2 separate regions of the Mus musculus genome follow, and region 1 is linked to region 2. Evidence: chromatin contacts called from public HiChIP or PLAC-seq data. All regions are on one chromosome and are shown on one strand. The core of a region is the stretch at or near the end of the contact, and the rest is flanking DNA. Distances in the headings are between cores, read along the strand shown. Region 1 has its middle 25 kb from the start of Gm22249. Region 2 holds the start of Slc2a9 (solute carrier family 2 (facilitated glucose transporter), member 9).

What was found. HiChIP or PLAC-seq counts read pairs in DNA pulled down with a chosen protein or histone mark.
Region 1: a contact with region 2 is called in an H3K27ac HiChIP or PLAC-seq map of embryonic stem cells, with 8 read pairs. The contact joins the enhancer-like site here to the promoter of Slc2a9 in region 2. A contact is called at or near these places in 3 of 39 promoter capture datasets (the C10 cell line, hippocampal neurons and macrophages), 3 of 15 datasets of contacts at CTCF or cohesin (the G1E-ER4 cell line, liver and pro-B cells), 33 of 484 Hi-C or Micro-C datasets (the AML12 cell line, B cells, the Ba/F3 cell line and 24 more), 8 of 115 datasets of contacts at active chromatin or transcription factors (the 230-238 cell line, the HPC-7 cell line, bone marrow-derived dendritic cells and 4 more) and 4 of 9 other capture datasets (adipose tissue, liver, macrophages and 1 more).

What each region holds. Positions count from the first base shown.
Region 1 is chr5:38,518,901-38,524,269 of GRCm38.p6, forward strand. No RefSeq gene overlaps it. Among named protein-coding and RNA genes, the nearest start is that of Gm22249, 25 kb to the right of the region's middle. Within about 2 kb of position 2,666, at least 5 of the 459 cell types and tissues checked have an H3K27ac peak or open chromatin away from gene starts, as enhancers often do. A contact at or near this core is called in embryonic stem cells, where this site is marked.
Region 2 is chr5:38,477,921-38,484,054 of GRCm38.p6, forward strand. Slc2a9 (solute carrier family 2 (facilitated glucose transporter), member 9) reads right to left here and starts at 2,386. Exons shown (of 12, transcript NM_001102414.1): 1 at 2,119-2,386. The coding sequence starts at 2,211.

The DNA of each region.
Region 1 (5,369 bases), core at 1,416-3,915, 41 kb after region 2:
CTGTGAGTACAAAGACCCCTATACCCACAACAGTTCATGACAACCGTGTATGGGGTCCAGGAACCACTCAGGGAATGGGGAGCAGAGACGTGAGGATTCCAGCACTCATTTGTTTCCTATCTCTCTTTGTATTAATTTGGAGATCTAGTCAATTGGACGGTGCCACCTACATTCAAGGGTGGTTCTTCACCCTCACAGTGGGTCCTTCTGGAGATGCCCTCACAGACATGCTCAGAGGTGTTCCTTATTAATACCCTGGGCGTTACTTAATCCAAACAAGTTGTCAATCAAAAATAACATTTTAGACTTTTTTTAAAAAAAAATTAAAGTTTTTAAGAAAGGTTTTAGATATTACATCGCAAGAGCAGAAAAATCAGCCCCAAGTGAGGCAACGTCTGGGGTTCCTATTAAGAACATGTCAACTAGTTGAGAGATGCGTTCAGACCACTTGGACTAGAACAGAGACAACAACAGGACAAACTTTGCTTCAGGCCACAGATGCATGTTTGCAGGCATTTAATGCCTGTCCATCTACCTCCATGTGCTCTTCACTCAACTGTGAAATCATTAAGGGCTTGCCCAGAGGATTCTGCCAGTCAGAGCTAGTTTCAAGTCTCTATATTATGCTCTGCAGGAGTCCAGTTATTTAGCATTAATTACCCAGCAGACTGTTCCCAGCTTCAAACGTCTTTTATTTGGGGAGTAACAGCCACACCTTGAAGAATGCTGTGATAAACTACAGCCCATCTAAGCCAGGTTATTACAGGTAAAAAGACGGCAGAAACAGTGAATCTGAAAATACAACCTCCATGCCCATGCCGCCGGGAGCCGCCTGGTCTTTTCTGAACAGTGAAGCTATGTGTACAATACATGAGACATAGATGTGCTAAAAAAAAAAAAAAAAAAAAAAAAAGGGCGTCATTCACCTGAGATTCAAATACATCGAGGTGTCTTATAAAGTGTGGTCTCTAGTGAACAGTAGCAGCCAATCTTAGTATTAATACCCAGAACCCCTTGCCCTTAAGTCAATATGAGTCAAATGATTTTAAAGTAATAATAGTAATAAATTAACAAGAGAAGTCAACAGGTGAATATAAATGTTAAAGATCACTTTGTGTCCCCTCAAATCATACCATGTAGAAATATGGCTGTCAGACTCCTAAGTGCCTGAGACTGTCTAGGTGTTTGTAGAAAATAAAGCCTTCTAGACATTAAAAAAAAAAATTACCAAGGAGGCTGGAGAGCTGGCTCAGTGGTTAAGAGCTCCTCTTTCCAGAGGTCCTGAGTTCAATTCCCAGCATTATATATGGCTCACAACTATCTATAATGGGAACTGATGCCCTCTTCTATCATGTGGGCTTAAATACAAATCGAGCATTCATATACGTATAATATATAAATAAATCTTTTAAATAATATCAAAAGGGGGGCTGGAGAGATGGCTCAGTGGTTAAGAGCACTTCCGAAGGTCCTGAGTTCAAATCCCAGCAACCATATGGTGGCTCACAACCATCTGTAATGAGACCTGATGCCCTCTTCTGGGGTGTCTGAAGACAGTACAGTGTACTTACATGTAATAAATAAATCTTTAAAAAAAAATAACAAAAGGAATTGACAAGTGAGGGCAAGCTGAGAACTGGGAGGGGATTTGTCTGGAATGGGGGTGTATGTGGCTGGAGAGTCACAATCTGGAGCTCAGACACCCTTGCTTTGGGCCAGTATCCCTCCAAATCACATTGAGTGTGAGGCCAGGGTATCAAGGAACCAGGAGGAACCAGACTGGAGCAGCAGTGGGGTAGAGTCTGTCTAACCCTGGAAATATCTCTAGAGTAGTGGGAGTGAGGACCACTCCCTCCCCTGCCAGGACCTGCAAGTCCTGTACCCCCCAACCCCCATCCCCATCCCCAACCTTAGTCCCCACCTAAGAGGTCACATAGTTGAAGCCAGGTTAAACTTCTCTTCTCCTTATATGGTCATGTCCAGCAAGCACCTGGAATTCCCCATCATGCAATAAAGCATTCCCAGTACCTTAGCCCCAGTCAAAGACTTACACTCACTTCAAAAGTCTCCACCCACTCCTCAGATGTTTAAATAGCCTTTGTTTTCCTTTGTTTTCAATTAAATGAGCTGCTCAATGAAGCCTGCCTCATCTGGAGTTTGTTTCTTACTGTGCTGCCCATTGCCTGAGGCCTCCATCACCCCAGGCTGTTCCTGCCTCCCACTTCCTCCCCTGAGGATCCAGGAAGGGCCAATGAAAGTGAAGCCCCAATGGCAATTGGGGAATAACGTGGAGGAAATTTCTAGAAAAAGGTTGCACTTTGAATATGAGTCTTAGCTAGGGTTTTACTGCTGTGAACGGACACCATGACCAAGGCAACTCTTATAAGGACAACATTTAATTGGGGCTGACTTACAGGTTCATTATCAAGGCAGGAACATGGCTACATTCAGGCAGGCATGGTACAGACAGAGATGAGAGTTCTATATCTTCATCTGAAGGCTGTTAGCAGAATACTGGCTTCCAGGCAGCTAGGATGAGGGTCTTAAAGCCCACACTCACAATGACACACCTACTCCATCCAACAAGGCTACACCTACTACAACAGGGCCATACCTTTATACAAACCATCACAATAGGGTTGGCTCAGGAGTGGCACTATTAGTAGGTATGGCCTTGTTGAAGTGGGTGTGGTCCTGTTGGAGGAAGTGTGTCACAGTGGGGTTGAGCAATGAGACCCTCCTCCTAACTATGTGGGAGCCAGTCTTCTAGTGGCTTTCAGATGAAGATGTAGAACTCTCAGTTCGTCACACACCATACTGCCTGAACACTGCTATGCTCCCATCTTGGTGATAATGGATTGAACCTCTGAACCTGTAAGCCAGCCCCAATTAAATGTAAGAGTTGCCTTGGCCATGGTGTCTGCTCACAGCAGTAAAACCCTAACTAAGAAGTTGGTACCAGGGACTGGGGTATTGCTGTGATAGGGTTGACCATGTTTTTATTTGGAGGTATGTGGATTTTGAGACTTTGGGTTTGGAAAACAGTGAAAGGCTTTAAGTAGGAGCTTAATTATCCATCCTAGTAGAAATATGGAAGGCTTTGTTGCTGCTTGATTTGAACTGTACAGACCTGACCCAAGAGGTTTCCAGTGGAGAATTTCAGTAGGTGGCCCTTTCTATTCTTGACTCTAAAACGAGAGCCATTTGACTGAAGCTGTCAAGTTCTGCTGCTTGCTGGGCTGGGACACCCCCCTCCTCATTCTACCAGCCTTCTGTTTTCCAAATCCCTCACTGCTTAAGCTTGACTGTCCTGGAACTTATTCTGTAGATTGACCTTGAACTCAAGAGATCTGCATGGCTATGTCTCCAGAAGGTTGGGATTAAAGGTATGTACTTGGACTTTAAGTTTTTCTTCACTTAGAATTTGCTATGTCCCATGTTGGCCTTGAACTCAGAAATCTGCTTGTCTCTGGAGATTAAAGACCTGTGCTACCTTGCCTGGGCCTAAGCTCTTCATGGCCACTATGCCTCAAGATCAGGATCAAACGCATGCTCCCTGTTTCTGGTTTGTAGCCTCTCACCACCATTGGAAACAACCTTTAATGTTCACCCAGAGGAGTAATTACACTCTTGTTTATGTGTTTATTTATGGTGTTGGTGATGGAATATGGGGGTCTCCTGCTAGACAGTCACTGTCCCACTGAGCTGTATCTCTAGCCCTGTTTTTCTTAGGAAAATTTCCCTTTTGAATAATAATATATAAAAAAGTAAGAATTAAAGGAAATATATATATATATATATATATATGTATATAATTTTTTACTCACTCATTTTACATCCCACTCACTGCCCCCCTCCCACATCCCTTCCTCCAGTCTTCCCTCCCCTTCTTCTCTGAGTGGGTGCCCCCCCCCCCCCCGTTTCTCCCCACCCTGGCACATCAAGTCTCTGTGGGGCCAGGTACAACTTCTGCATCTTTCTGAAACTAAATGGTTGGGCGAACTTAAGGTTGGTTTTTATTCCATTGAAATAAATTACTGCTTTTTAGAGTTGGTTCCATTCAGTGGTTGTCAAACTTTGTTCTGTAAAACTTTTAGATATACAATCGTACGTAGAATTCTAATTGGGCAGGGTATTTATTAGTTAAAAATAAGCTACTCTATGCTGAAATATATGCTCAGTGTGAGCCATGTGGCTGTTGGGAAAAGCCATTCTTGAGCTGCAAATCAGACCAAGTGTGGTGGGCACCTGTGGCTTTCTGTATGCTTGTGGCACAGCTGCCACAGCTCCGTCCTTTTTATAGCTGCGTGTTCACTGGGCATCAACTGGGTCCGCTCTATCTAGGCTGCAGAGTATTGAGAGCATCTTGCACACTGAAGATGGCATGCAACTGATAAAAGATTAAAAAAAAATCTACCTTGCAATCCAAATATACTGTTAACATACATGTCAGAAACAAAACAAAGCACCTTAATATGTCCTTGGATTTGCCCAGCAGTGACTCAGTTTGCTGTGAATGGGAGGTTGGTTGCTCTCCTTGCCTCCCTTCTGGAGTAAACAGGCTGGGCATGAGGCTACCTTTTTCTGGGGTGTTCTTCCCAGGTTCCAGCCCTTCGGCTCTGAAAGTATGTTCTCCTATAAAGTGGGAATGAGCTTGCGCTCTCTCTCTCTCTCTCTCTCTCTCTCTCTCTCTCTCTCTCTCTCTCTCTCTCTCTCTCTCTCTCCCTCTCCCTCTCTCCCTCTCCCTTCCCCTCTTTTTCTCTGTGCATGTACATGTGCTGAGGACCACATGTCACCTCTTGCCTGCAGTAGTGTTGGATTGTTTTTTAAATTTTTCACACTACAACAGGAAGTCAGTGGCTATGGTTTCAGATTGCTCAAAACAATTAATGTCTGGCTTCTCACTGGTCTATTTTGGGGGAAAGGGTCCAAGATGAAGACCCAGAGCTCTCTGCAAAGTGGATCAAGTCCTTATCCTCTTCTACTGAGACCAGATTTTCACTTGCTTCAACTAAAACAATGAATGCATCACACATTAGTGACATTTTCTAAAATGTAAAACAACGCCACTCTAACTTTAGGGGGTATCTTTCTGGTAAGTGTGCTCTGATAAAGGCTGGGTTTACCAGTTTCTTTACACTCAAGTGTAGTTTTGCTCGGTTTTCAGTGGCACATCACATGGTCACAACCTCTTCCGGGCCTTAAGAAGGGTCTACATTTCAAAGCCTACCAATCCCAGGTCCATACTGGGAGCAAGTGACCTGATGAGGAAAGTCACTTCACTTCACACAAGACTAACCCCAAGAGATCCTTGGAGAAGTACTTTCACACCTAGCTGTCTGGCCGCCACCACCAACATGTCACTGCAC
Region 2 (6,134 bases), core at 1,136-3,635:
CAGCCTGGAGCTGAGCTGGTCCCCATTGCAGGACAAGGCTCCCGACCAGCACAGCTGACTCTTCACCGGGGTCTGAGATGGCTGATAGCCACACAGATGCACACTCATGTGCATGTGCATGTACACACATGCACAGTTCCAGGACAAAGCATCAGCCTACAAGCTGGTCAGCACACCTAAGAATAAGGACCTGCAGATAGAGATGCAGGCGGGGCTTACGCTGAGAATCTGAGAGCTGCATCCAGGTACTCCTGTCCCAGCCTCATTCAAGATGACCACAGCCAGGACCTGGCCATGCTCATGAACACCGAGTCTTAGTGAAGGAAGGCTGACCAGCTGGCACCTGCTGGGGACTGGAGAGCTGCCACAGGCCTGTGGTCTGGTGGAGGGAACCAGGGGCTCTGGCAGCCACCACTTAACATATTTGTGTGCACAGGCATGTATTTTGTAGGTACTAGATCCTGCCACCCCCAGGGGTGTACTAAGACAATGTCTAGTTAAGGGACCAAGATCAGGCACATGTATAGTTTGGGAAACTGCAGTGGCCCCTAACAGCAACTCCATGCTCTGCCCTTAGTCTCCTCTTGTTAGACTCTAGTACCATAGAGTAGTGGGCATCTAAGCAGAGACTGGAAGTTTCTGGGGTTCAACTTGTCCATCTGTCAAATGGGCTTTTAATAACAGTACCGCTGCTGAAAACGCAGTGGGCTGCTAGACACAGCCAGTTCGAAAGGAAGAAAGGAAGAAAGAAAAATGAAAGAAAGAAAGAAAAAAGAAAGAGAGAGAGAGAAAGGAAGGAAGAGAAAGAAAGAAAGAAAGAAAGAAAGAAAGAAAGAAAGAAAGAAAGAAAGAAAGAAAGCTCTTCTTTTATTTCTCTTTACCTCCCTCTGGTTCAGCCTCTGCCAAGACACACAAGCTTAGCTCTCCCCACCCTGCCCACCCAAAGTCCTAGAGGTTTTCTCATTACCTCAGACCCATTGCCAAAGCCCCTTCCTCTGAACAGCTTCCTGAAAGCCACCACCCATGTGCCTCCCCCAGCTCCTCCCCCCCCACCCCCCCACTCCCTGCCATCTCTCATGTTTATCTCTGATTCAACTTTGGATCCTAACACTGCAGCTTCTACAGTGTGTAAGCTTTGACCAGTAACATGGCCACTCCTTGATCAGCTTCCTCATCTTTAAGATGAGGGTGGTAATAGAATCCACACCATAAGGGGTTTGCAGGAGAAGAAGAGGGCCGGGCACTGCATGTGTGCCCTGTCAGGTTCCAGGGGGTGGGGCTTATCCTGAGGGCTGGGACTAGGTTGCTTGTCTCCTGTGTCTGGTGCCAAGCCTGCTGCCGAGGCAGTGTGCAGTTCCTGCGTGCTGGGGGCATGGTGGAACTGCCTAGTGCCAGCTATCTTAAGCCTCTTTTCTAGACCCTGCCACCTCCCCATGGCTCTCAACTCTCATCTTAATTAAGGGTGGACTACTCCCATCAGATCTGGAAGGGTCCTGCTCGGCAAGGGAGAATGGCATATAGAAGCTGTCTCCTGCCTCAGCCCCTCTTCTGGGGCGGGGGGGGGGGGGAGGGGTTTCCTTGCTTCTCTGTCTCTCTGTCTCTGTCTCTCTGTCTGTCTCTGTCTGTCTGTCTCTCTCTCTCTGTCTCTCTCTCTCTCTGTCTCTCTGTCTCTCTCTCTCTCTCTCTCTCTCTCTCTCTCTCTCTCACACACACACACACACACACACACACACACACACACACACTTCTTCCCACTGGACACAGATAAGAGGAGGAGTCTATGATCAAGAGTATTACTGTTTGCCTGCCCTAGGAAAGAAAAGGCAGTCAGCTCTGAGCAAGCATGAGAGAGCTGTCCACCAGAGCCTCATTCTCAGTGCCCTGATGGGATGGCAGAGGTGGTAGAGAGTGAAGGCTAAGGAGAGAGAGAGAGAGAGAGAGAGAGAGAGAGAGAGAGAGAGAGAGAGAGAGAGAGAGAGAGAGTTCAAACTCCAAACTCCAGCGTTCCCGCTCCAGGTGGTATGCTCCACAGCTGCCAGACAGGGGCTGAGCTCTGTCTGGTAGTAGCAGCTACCCAGGCCTGCACCCCCCACAGGACAGAAGCCGGTCTGTGTTTACCTTTGTCCTCCTCTGCTGGTGACCCACAGAGAGCTCCCCAGGGCCACCGGTGTCACACATCAGGGAAGCTAAAGCAAGCTCCCTGGAATCCATCTTTTTTCTTCCTGGCTCCAGGACCCTGGACTTGCCAGGGCATCTCTGCAGCGAGGAGGCAGAGTCCACAGGAAGGAGGGCAGAGCAGGAAGCGTGGCTCTGTGATCATGCCTGAACAGGAAGCGAGCGACATTGCTCCCCTGCTCCCAAGCAACTGAGACAGCTTCGCTCCCCGGAGTCACGCCCAAGTCATGGTTTTTTTTTGGTTTCGTTTTGTTTTGTTTGGCTCCCCTCCCCCCCCCCCTCCATTTATGATTCTCTCTAACAAGGCCAGAGCTCTGGATGGGGCAGCTGGCACAAACCCAGAGAAACCTCCTAAGAATCAAGGCCAAAGGTTGTTGGCTTTCTCCTTAGAAGCTGGATGGGTTCCAGCACTGACTCCTCCTCTTATCTGTGTCCACGGGCAAGTCTTGGCCGTGCTCTGAGCTTCCATTCTGTCGGGGCAAAATGAAATATTGATCTTTCTCTAATTGTCCTGCAGAGTCAGTTCTGCTGCTCAAAGAGCAAATGGGCAGAGCAGCGTGCAGCGATGTCGGTGGCCCTCTCTGCAGGTCCTAACTGGCTCAATAAAAGCGTAACGCGTAACGAGACAACGACCTTGTATGCCCCAGGACAGCCTGAGAATTAATTTACTCTGTGGTCAGTTTGCTTCAATGTCAGTCAGAGAAGTATTTTCAGTGAGCCATGGTCAAGGCAGGCTACGTAAATTATGTGTTCTGATAGGGTGGGAGGGGACAGAAGCAGGCTTGGTCAATGAGGAATGTGTAGGGAGTGAGGGGCAGTGTTCAAGTCCCCACACAAGACTCTGAGAAGCTGTGTCTGGAAAGGACATGTGGAGATAAAGAAGGTGAGAAAGGAAACTTCTGGGGACATGATTGTCACATGCACGTGAAGGCATCCAGCCCAGATGAGACAATGCTGTCCATGGTAATGGAAGGAGACAATGCTGTCCAGGGTAAGCAGGGACCACCCTGGGCGAGAAAGACCAGCCTCGGTTCAATGCCAGGGATTCACAGAGCCCAGGTAACTGCTCAGCCTGACATTCCTCACCCTGGGACACCTTCTGCAGGCACAGATAGCCAGATAGCTGATGCTGGTGACAGGGAAAAAAAAAGCCTACATGGCTGGGGCCTAAGGTGCAGGAGGGATCTGCAGAAGAGAAGTTGGGGATAGCCGCATTCCTTCACACCAAGGACTTCACAGTCATGGTCTCCTTTCTCCCTCACCTGCTCCCCAGCTTCCCTCTGTGCTGTTTTCTTTTCCACTGCAACAGTTCTCATCAGCTAGTAAAAGCTTGCTGAGATGCATCAGGTGACCCCTATCCGACTTAAAACTTCCCGGGTTCACCCTGGACAAGTTCAAGAGCACCAGGATACAGGTGGTTAACACACACGTGCAAGAACAGCTGGGCACTCTGTCAGGGAGGGTGCCAAGGCCCTGTGTCACCCTGTGGCTGTCTTGGGGAACCAACTTGTTTTCTACCCCACCCTTATCTTTCTTATTGTTGAGGACAGGATCCCTGAAGGTCAGATGTCCCTCTTCAGACGGACTATCGTAAATCAAATCTTAGAGGGCTGCCCGGGTGAACGAGAGATGATGACCTCTGTCTCTGCCTCTCTCTCTGTCTCTCTCTCTTACACACACACACACACCCCACATGCACACATGCATGCATGAGCACACACACACAATGATAGTTGATAGTTACCGTGGTTAATAACAGAAAAGAACTATAGGAGGAAGAAATAGGGCTCAAATTTCTTGAAACCCCGGAAAGACTCATGGATATCCCTTGAGTTGCTAGTTTCTCCACTTCTATTCTTTGCCAGGAACAGATTGACCAAGAGAACTGAATCGGGGCATAGGTGTCCACGTAGAGGTTGCAGTGGGCTTACTTTGGCTGTAAGCCAAGGCGGGAGGGGATCTTCTCGGCTGCTAAGTGTTAGGTTTGAGCCAAGCAGACTTGGTGTTCCCACCATTTTACAGACACTAGCAGGCATCCCACAGTCAGGTTCAGGGACAGGTCTATGCTAGGCTCCCTAGAGCCTCCAGACTTCAGGTTATGATAAATCCCAGATGTGGGGCCACTTGCTATCATTCTGGCTCTGCTGCAGGTCTCTTAGTTGATTCTGATGCTAATCTCTGGTGCAACAAAGAGGCAAACAGCCTGTTTAAAATTGTAAGAAAACCTCCTTAGGTGTTCAAACTCCAGGAAAATGACAGGAACTAAGGAATGTAGAGACCTCAGATATCAAAGGGCTAAGGCACCCCCATCTCCCAATGAATGCACCCGAGGTGGCTTTTCTCCACAGTGACACCACCCTCTGTCTGCTAGATTCCTCATTTCCCCACAGAGTACAAAGATTCCCCAGTCCCTCCCCTTCCCAATTGCTTTAAAGCAGCCTCCCATATCTTCCCCAGTGCCCTGATAGTGCCCTTGTTCCTTCTCTTCTTCTTGACCCCTGCCATGTCCTCTCCGGCATTAAATAAATCTTCTTGCCTGAAGGAATGATCTTTGTCAGTGTCCTCTATCCTATTGAGGAGACCTTCTACTGAAGACCTCCTGGAAGCAGAAACAGGTAGAGCAGGGATGGGTTTCAATTCATGCCTCTTGAAACTTTGAGTGCGTGCATGCATGCGTGTATGTAGGGGTGGGCACACACATAGCATGGAGTCCAGAGGTAGAAGTCAGGTGGTTTCCCCTCATTTCCCTCCTTATTTTTGGAGACGGGATCTCTCACAGAATGGGCCACCCCCTGCCTCAGCACTAGAGTTACAGATCTGCACCTCCCCCTGCTTCTGACGTTTCCTTGGGTTCTATGCAGCAAACAGTTTGCAAACTGAGCCATCGCCTCCAGCTCTTCGATGTATCTTTCATTTAAGGACAACTACCACATTGTTGTCATCATCAATGTCCCTTATTTGCCCTTTGGAATGGGAACTGTCACAACAAGTCCAGGGAGCTCCAGCAGAGAGAGACTCTGATGATCATCTCCCTGCCAAACCCATGTCAGACCTATGCATAGTCCACAGCGTCCCACACTGCTGTCCTCTCAGGCACCCCTGCTCTCTGCTGTTGTCATGATAACCCCACTCCCCTGGAGGAGGGAGCATGGATATCCTGGTTACCAGAAGGTACAGGAAAGGAGGAACAAGGAAGTAGGACTGGCCACCTTCCTCCTCACCCGCTGGCTTTCCTTGGTTTCTGCGGAGTTCTTTTCACTGAGCTTCATGGTCTTGGGCTTCTGTTATTCCTAAGAGCAAGAGAAAGGACGCCATTAGTCATCTGCTGTTGGTGATGGGTAGGTCAGTGGAGACAGCTATGCTGGAGGTCACTCAAGCTAGTCAGTAGACTGTGATCACCAGTTCTAGGCCCTACTGGTCTGCACAGTGAGTCAAGGCCAGTCTGGCTTGGTGAGAACTTGTCTCAAAATAAAACCCTTTTTAAAGAGGCTGGCTATGTAGCTCAGTGGTAGAGCACTTGCCTAGCATGCATGAAGTCCTGGGTTCAAGCCACAATACTTCACAAAAAAAAAAAAAAAAAAAAAAAAAAAAAGAGGAAGTCACTCAGGAAAGATTCACTCAGGCAAGGACACCAGGATGAGACATTGTAATATCCTCATTTGACCCCAGATCCCCGGAGAGACCTGGTCTCCTCTGGCCCAGCTCCATTTAGGAAACGTGAGACAGGGCAATGGCTGTGTTTCCCACACCTGCCTCCTAGCTTACAGAATGCAGGCTGTTCCCTGAAGCAGCCTCCCTCAGAAGGTCGGGCTCACAAAGGCTGGAAACACCAGACTGTCTGTCTCCAGTGAAACTGAAGCCAGTAGAAGCTGAGACAAACCGTTAAGTCTCACCTGTCAAGTTAGCGTCACCAAAAAAAAGGTAACCCGAATCCCCCGGTGACAGAAATGGCAAGCCTT